Linked DNA regions of Ovis aries: region 1 is linked to region 2. Evidence: chromatin contacts called from public Hi-C data. All regions are on one chromosome and are shown on one strand. Each heading gives the region's core, a stretch centred on a gene start, on an enhancer-like site or on the middle of the called end of the contact. The rest is flanking DNA. Distances are from core to core; before and after follow the strand shown. Region 1 holds the start of PCDH12 (protocadherin 12). Region 2 has its middle 23 kb from the start of ARAP3.

Region 1 (4,090 bases), core at 1,304-3,803, 220 kb before region 2:
CCTTTGGCCACCAGATGGCATTCTGGAAACGTTCTACGCACCAGAGCTTCTTGCACCAAAGCTCCCCTGCATTACTCCTAGCTGGCTGCCTTTCCTCCCTCTTCTCTGTTCCTTTGATCCGTTTCCCAGAGTGCAGCCTGTGGGGCTTTCTGGAAGGCAAATGTGCGTGATCCTGAGCAAGTTACCCAACCTCAATGCTCAGCTTCTTCACCCATGGCCTGTTGTGAGGGTGGTGTGGGATGATGTATGTGAAGCACTCAGCACAAGGCTTGGCAGGTAGCTGCTATTTTCATCATGCAGCTCAGAGCCCTTCCAAAGCTCTCCATAGCCTACAGGACAAGGTCCAAGTCCTTAGCATTGGGCCCCAGGCCCGCCATCATCCGGTGGCCCTGCTGACACCCCCAGCCCAACTTACTTTTCCTCTGTCCACAGACCCGTGTCCACAGACCCTCCTGTAGGACCACAAGGAGCCAGCTTACCCACCTCAGGCTTCTTCCATCCTGCTCCCTCCCCCTGCCTTGCCTCCCTGCTGCCCACCCACCTCCTTTGGCTCACTCCTCCACATCCTTCTGGGCACATCTAAGGGTCCTCCAGAAGGACCTGAATCCAGGGCCACCCCACTGGACCCACTTCTTTCATTTCCCCACCCTGACCTGAAACTATGAGTCCCTTGGGGGTCACTCTGTCCTGCTCACTGCCTTGCACACAGCAGGATGAGTGAGGGTCAGGCAGTGGGGCCACCATACAGGCTACCACCAGAGGACCTGGGGCCCACATTGGCTCTCTTTGCAGGACAGGTAGCCCTAGCCTGCGCTCAAGCTGAGGACACCCTGGGAAGTGAGACTTCCTGGCGGAGAAGACAGAGAAAAAAGTGAAGGGACAAATGCAAGACCATCTTTACCATTTGCACTCAGGGTATCAAGCCTGGCAAATAATACCAGGTAAACTAGACCCATGCAATGAGTGCTCTCTCTGTGCCAGGCGCTGCACTGAGCCTTCACTTGTATCATCTCATTGAATCCTTACCAGAAACTCAGGAGATGCAGGGTAGTCATGCTCTACTAGAGAAGGAAACTGAGGCCCAAAGAGGTCATGTGACTTGTGCTATGTCTCTAAGCTAGTGAGTACTCTGTCTGTCTCCAGAGCCAGGGAATATCCTCATTGGATTCAGACCCTGTGCTGTTGGGAATCTCCAGGGAGTAGAATATGAGGGGGTAGGGTGTGGAAAAGAAAGTACAGAGGGGAGCACAGGTGATGCTAAGGCCAAGGAGGTCCTCATCATACCATCCAAATGGCCACAAGCCTCCAGGCCAGTGGCCCGACTGGAGTCACTTTTGTCCCAACAGGCACCTCCAGCCCTAAGGACCTACCTAGGCAAAGTTGACCCTTAACTCCCATCATATCAAATGCTTTACAAACCTCTGGACTCAACCTCAAAGTAAAGTGCAAGACTGGACAATGGTGGGGCAGCAGCAGCAGGAGGAAATGAGAAGGAGCAAGCCACCTCAAGGCCACCCAAGCCAGTTGCCCTCTTGGCCACCTCCTGGGTCTCATCTCTGTGACAGGACTCTTGGACAAGAACTGCAGTGGGGAGTGAAGAACTGGAGAAAGGGAAGGAAAGGGAGAGGAAAGTGTGGGAGAGGGAAAGGTATAAAAACCTCCAAGACCAAGGAGTGGGAGGCTGGGGGATTCCCCAGGATAGGAGCTCAAGCTAGACCAGATGTGGAGAACAATGGGCAGGAGGCTGGGGAGCCAAAAGGGAAGGGGGAGGGAGGCCACACCGTTGGGTCAGAGAGGTCATTGTGCTTCAGGAGCCAAGGCCATGGGGTCCTTTATGATCTGGTCTGTGTGGGCAAGGGACTGCCCTACGGCCAGTGCAGGAGCCAGAGCCAGTCCCAAGGCAGGCCAGACTGCAGATCACAACACCCACCTCCAATAACAATGTCATTGCTCATGACTCTGGGCCAGGCTTTCCATGCACATTCCATTTCATCTCCAAGATTTCTGCCTGAGAGGTCTACTGTTCTTATTCCCATCTCACTCTCAAGATGAGGCCCAGAGAGGTTGAATGACTTGTCCCATATGACCCAGCTGGGAACTTGCAGGGTCAGAATTTGAACCCAGGCAGTTCAGCTCTGATGGCCACTCTCTTAATCAGCTCTGCTTCCCTTGAGACAAAAACGGGTATTGGGGCAGAGTCAAGACTGAGATGTAGACAAGGGTGGGAAAGAGGAGTGGGAGAGGAGTAACGGGAGATAAAGGAAACAAGGAGAGACAAGGAAGGAAGAGAGGCTGAGGCGTGACTCGTCCAGGAGGGGCTCGGGCTCTCTGCTTACTTGAACACAGCAGGGGCTCCCCTCCCCTCAGCGGCCGCCTTCCACATGGACAGCACCTTCCCATCCGGCCTGTCCCCAGCCGCATCCTCCTCAGCGGCAGTCCACTCAGCTTCACGGAAACTCTCTTTCTCTAATTGGCATAGAAACTCACAGCCCTCCCTTTTCCTGTAGGTGGGGTTTCCATAGGAAAAAGCTGCTTCTCTGTTTCCCTGGCCCAGCAACTGTTTGGAAGTCAGATCCCCACATCCTGCTTCACTGGGTCCAGTTCCTCTTGGACCGACTCTTGTCCATCACTGGCTGACGGGGACCCACAGTGCCCTGTACCAGGGCTCTCCTGGCGATTTTACCTCATCGGTCCTTGCACCTCTCAAATCTCTTCTGATGAAAATGGCCTTTCTTTCTGTTAGTTCCATTATCTAATGATGGGACGAGGCTGTGCCAACAGGTCTGGGGGCAGGAGAACGGGGCTAATCGGGTCCCTCAGGAAACACTGGAGGCCTTGCCCAGCCCCTGAAGAACTCTAGCAGTTTCTGGATCTAGCGCACTCTGGTGGTAAGCATGATGCGACTTCTGTCACTTCTGGGACTTCTGGGGCCAGCTGGCTACTTGTTCCTTTCAGGGGATTGTCAGGAGGTGGCCACTCTCACTGTGAGATATCAGGTGGCAGAGGAGGTGCCGGCTGGCACCGTGATAGGGAAGCTGCCTCAGGAACGGGGCCGGGAGGAGGGGCCTGGCCAAACGGGGGCTGCCTTCCAGGTCCTACAGCTGCCCCAGGGACTCCCCATCCAGGTGGACTCTGAGGACGGCGTGCTCAGCACAGGGAGGCGGTTGGACCGGGAGCAGCTTTGCCGGCAGCAGGATCCCTGCCTGGTGTCCTTTGATGTGCTGGCCACAGGGGAGCGGGCGCTTATTCACGTGGAGATCCAGGTGCTGGACATCAATGACCACCAGCCGCAGTTTCCCAAAGGTGAGCAGGAGCTGGAAATCTCCGAGAGCGCCTCTCTGCGCACCCGGATCCCCCTGGACAGAGCTCTGGACCCAGACACTGGCCCCAACACCCTGCACTCCTACACCCTGTCTCCCAGTGAGCACTTCGCCCTGGATGTCATTGTGGGGCCCGATCAGACAAAACACGCAGAACTGGTGGTGGTGAAGGAGCTGGACCGGGAAATCCACTCATTTTTTGATCTGGTGTTAACTGCCTATGATAGTGGGAATCCCCCCAAGTCAGGCACCAGCTTGGTCAAGGTCAGCGTCCTGGACTCCAATGACAATAGCCCTGTGTTTACTGAGAGCTCACCGGCCCTAGAAATCCAAGAAGATGCTGCCCCTGGTACTCTCCTCATAAACCTGACCGCCACAGACCCTGACCAAGGCCCCAATGGGGAGGTGGAATACTTTTTCAGTAAGCACGTGCCTCTGGAGGTGCTGAACACCTTCAGTATTGATGCCAAGACGGGCCAGGTGACTCTGCTCCAGCACCTAGACTACGAGAAGAATCCGGCCTATGAAGTGGATGTCCAGGCAAGGGATCTGGGTCCCAATCCCATCCCAGCCCACTGCAAGATTCTCATCAAGGTTCTGGATGTCAATGACAATGCCCCAAGCATCCATATCACGTGGGCCTCCCAACCACTGCTGGTGTCCGAAGCTCTTCCCAAGGACAGTTTCATTGCTCTCATCATGGCCAATGACCTGGACTCAGGAAACAATGGCCTGGTCCACTGTTGGCTGAGCCAAGAGCTGGGCCACTT
Region 2 (4,067 bases), core at 291-2,790:
AGCTGACATTATGGAGTGCTTACTGTGCACGAGGCACAATACTAAGCACATTACATGCATTATCTCACTTAATCCTCCCAACACATCTTTGAGATAAACATGTTTATTATCTCCATTTTCCAAGTGAGGTAACTGTGGCTCTCAGAGGTTAAGTAAACTCCCCAGGGTCAAAAGGACTTGGATGCTAAACTAACAGCTGATGAATTGAACTGATGACACTGGCAGTAACTGGTGCCTGCTTTCTGTGAGCGCACTGCCCTCAGCCCCCAGCCCCCAAACTGGCACACCGTGGGCAAGGGGCTCAAGCAGTGAGGAGATCCCAGCTTTCAGGCCAGAGAGGAGGGCCTCCCTCCGCTCCCTCAGAGCTTCCCTCTGCTCATTCATCTCCCCCTTTGCACCCTCAAAAAAAGTCCTGAGAGTGACCGATTGAAGGATGTGATTTCTTCTGGAGAGCAGCACCATTTACATGGAAACATTCAAACAGAAACAGAATTCTTCCGTGAGGGCATGGGCTTCAGAAGACAGCTGTGGATGGAGGGTTGTTGTTAGGAAGGAGGGGGGTGCCCCAGGGATGGGGAACGATCCTTTATTTATTTATTTCCCTTCCAGAGCCTTCACCTTTCATTAAAACAGCCTCCGGATGTAGGTGCAATCAAACATTCATTAGACAAGCAAGGTACATTAAAAAAAAAAAAAAAACTAACAACGCCCAAACACACCACACACACACACTCACACTATACAGCAATAATCAATCTGCGAAATGAAACCAGTCCCCTCCTTCAGGCAAGAAAAGCAGGCTGTGCGCCCCCGCACGAAGCTCCAGAGGCAGTGGGTACGCCCCTGGAGACCGTGGCTCCCTCCCTGGCTGTGCACCCGTCCCTTAGCTTTCTGCTCGGAAGCTGTGACCCCAGGATTTGGCACCTGCGTGTGACGGGGACCTGCGGAGCAGTCTGTTCCCCCGCCAGCGGGCCTGACCCAAGGGGGTCCTTCCTGGCGCTTTCACTACCCGCCTCGACAAGTTTGCCCACCGGTCTCAGGTGCGCGCAGAGCTCTCCCTTGCAAGTGTTCGCACATCGTGACCCTAGACTCAGAGCTTGGCCCTAGGGGTCGTCTGCACAGGGCATCAGCATTTTCCCAAAGCCATTTCTGGGTCGTTGGGGAAGTGGGCAGAAGAAGGCAGTTGTTGGGAGACCTCGGCTCTCCTTCCCTCAACCACGACCGGCTTCCCGGAGGAGGGGACGGCGGCGGAGCGGGGGAACCGGGCTAGGAAGTGAATCGACAGATGGGGAGTAGGAGGCTCTTCCCAGCATATGGAGCCGCGTGGGCGGAAGGAGTCTGGGCCGGGTGTGGGGGAGGGGCACAGGGCGCCGTAGACGGTCCCGGGAGCCGGGACGCGCGCTGGAGTTGGGGTGGGCGTGTGAACTGGACGGAGAGGGGAGGAGGTAACTCTCCAAAGATGCGGGCGGGGGTGTGGGGGCGGTCTCCGATGCGCTCACCCTGGAGCCGGCGGAGGGCGCAGCACACCCAGCGCCTTGCACAAGGGCGCCCCCTGATGGCGCCTCTCATGTCAGGCAAGGCTTCTATTTTCTTCCCTAATCAGTTTAACAAAATCCTTCACAAAGAGCTTCCTAGGAGCCCCGTCGCTGGGCTGAGCTCTTTGGAGGATACCACCGTGCCCATTTTTCAGTTAAGGGAATGGAGGGCCAGCGAGGTTACACCTCTAAATCTTGGTGGCAAGAGGCAAGATTCAAGTCTATGCATTCATTCATTCCATAGTCCCCATTAAGAAATCCCTACAACCCAGTCCAGTATTCTTGCCTGTGAAATCCTGTGGACAGAGGAGCCTTGTGAGATATAATCCTGGGGTGGCAGAGTGGACACGACTTAGAGACTAAACAACAGCAACAACTGGGGGGATACTTCAGTACAGGAGATCAACGGGTCCCTGACCTCCTGGGGCTTATGGTCTAGGTGAGGAGATAGACAGTACACAAGTAAACAAATAAATAAGCAAAATAATATGAGTGCTGTGGAGGAAATAAACAAGGGTGTGGAACCAGGCAGCAAGTGCTCTCAGCTTTTCCCCGCCTGCTTTCCCCTCACTGCTCCCTGGGGAGTAGAATTTGTCAGCCTTGGCTTCAAGGCAGGCAGTAAAGGATGGTGGCTCTGGGGGAGAAACTGAGGTGTGCGGGGGGTGCAGATTCCCAAGACCATTCTTGGGTGCCGCTCCCTTCCCTGGCACCCCCTCCCATGTGCCACCACCAGCATCTGCAGCCCCAGGCTTTCCCACTGTGGCCAACAGGCTGAATTATTTTCTCATCTCAACCCGATGAGTTTTTAATCTGTCTTTATACAGAAGCCTGGCTGCCTGCGCGGGGATTATTACTGACTTCTCTGCACATCGATCCTGCCTCCCCTGGCTGTTCTGACCAAGTGAGGCTCTGAGACAGAGGTGGGAGGAGCCTCCACTCTGGAAGGATTTAGGGGTGCACCTGTGCTTGCTGTGGGCAGGGGCCTGCAGCATTCAGATGGCAGATGCTCAGGATTTCAGGGGCACTGCCCTGCAAAACGAAGTGCAGCCAGGGTATAAAGATGTGGGGATGAAGGGGCAGCGTTCACCATTTGAACTCAGGAGATGGGGCTGCTTCCATAGGGCCAGGTTACTGCTCACATGGTAGCTCTGTAGCTCTTGCATCTTTGGATGTAAGGAGGCAGAAGAGGCTAAAATGGTCCGGGACAGGGACAGAAGATCAGGAGAACAGGGCTCTGATCCCACCTCTGCTATTTCCAAGCCGTGTGCCCTTGGGTAATTGTTTTTCTGTAAAATGGAGGTGAGGAGAAAATTCTGAGGATATTTAATCAGGCAGTGTATGCACATGGTTTTCACACAGTAAACACACAGTCGTGTCAGCTATGGCTATTAATATCATCATATATAAAATGGAAGTGGGAGTGCTGGCTCTGCTTCCTGGACGGAGCTCTGGCGAAACACAAATGGACAGAGGCGCCAGGCCCACGTGAGGACTATTGCTGATCCATGGCCAGCTCACCATTGCTAATAAAGGTGTTAGGAGGCGTGAGGCAGACACACATACTTAGTCGCTCCCGCACTGGGTCAGTGATAGACACACACACGCACACACACACACTGACAGCTGTTTAGACAGATACACCTCCCCCATCCCTGCCTTCATACTCAGCCCAATAGCAGGCATTGTGGAATAGAAGCGCCCACACGTGATTTTCTGTCTGCCCTGGCGTCAGTAGGTACTTGAGAGTGGCCTTCAAGCACGCAAATCTGAGCATTTTCATTGTTTTCGCTTCATTCATGGTCCTGGGACAAGCTCCTGATGCCCTGGATGGCCTGGCTGTGTCTTCTGGTCCCACCTTGCCGCTCCCCTCTCCTGCCCTCTGCACGCCAAGCTCCCTGGGGCTCCTATGCTATACTTGGTACCTCTTGTCTCTGCCTTCACATGTGCAGTTCCTTCTTCCTGGGACACTTTTCCATTCAGACTCTAACCCTCTGATAACAGAGACTTGGGCTATTGGTTTATCAAAAGTGGATGATCAGAAACTATTTGTTGAACTGAGTTAAATCCATCCATATCCCGACTGGCTGTTTCTGGCCTCAGCTCAAACTTCACTTCTCAAGAAAAGACTTCCTGCTGCAGAGGCTGGATAGAGACTCTTGTTTCCCCTCTGAAAGCTACCTCTACCTCCCCTGGGAAACGGACCAAACTCTACAAGGGCAAGGACAGCTCTTTCTTGTTTACTCTTCTGTCTTCATCACCCAGCATGTCGTAGGTGCTCAAGAAATATTTTGAGTGAGTTAATAAATGGAGAGACGATACCAAGACTCGAGGCCTTCAGTTTTAGTCCCTTTCTATCTTCCTCGTCTTCACCCTGACTCACCCTCCTTCCCTAGCTTCAAAGGAATGACTTCTGGTATATCAGGACCAGGTGTTTGGTTTCCAGCCCCTCTTCCTTCCCTCTCCTTCTTCCATAACCATTCACTTCCAGGCCATGCCCTGGCTCCTGGGGACACCCTTCTGGCTGGGCCCTCT

What was found. Hi-C and Micro-C count contacts between places; a contact is called where the count stands out from the background.
Region 1: a Hi-C map of liver shows a contact between it and region 2, with 3 times the contacts expected there. The contact joins the promoter of PCDH12 here to the enhancer-like site in region 2. A contact is called at or near these places in 7 of 16 Hi-C or Micro-C datasets (hypothalamus, liver, mesenteric adipose tissue and 3 more).

Annotation. Positions count from the first base shown.
Region 1 is chr5:50,677,253-50,681,342 of ARS-UI_Ramb_v3.0, reverse strand. It overlaps PCDH12 (protocadherin 12), which reads left to right and starts at 2,553. Exons shown (of 4, transcript XM_015096111.3): 1 at 2,553-4,090. The coding sequence starts at 2,895.
Region 2 is chr5:50,454,229-50,458,295 of ARS-UI_Ramb_v3.0, reverse strand. No RefSeq gene overlaps it. Among named protein-coding and RNA genes, the nearest start is that of ARAP3, 23 kb to the right of the region's middle. Within about 2 kb of position 1,540, at least 4 of the 54 cell types and tissues checked have an H3K27ac peak or open chromatin away from gene starts, as enhancers often do. A contact at or near this core is called in liver, where this site is marked.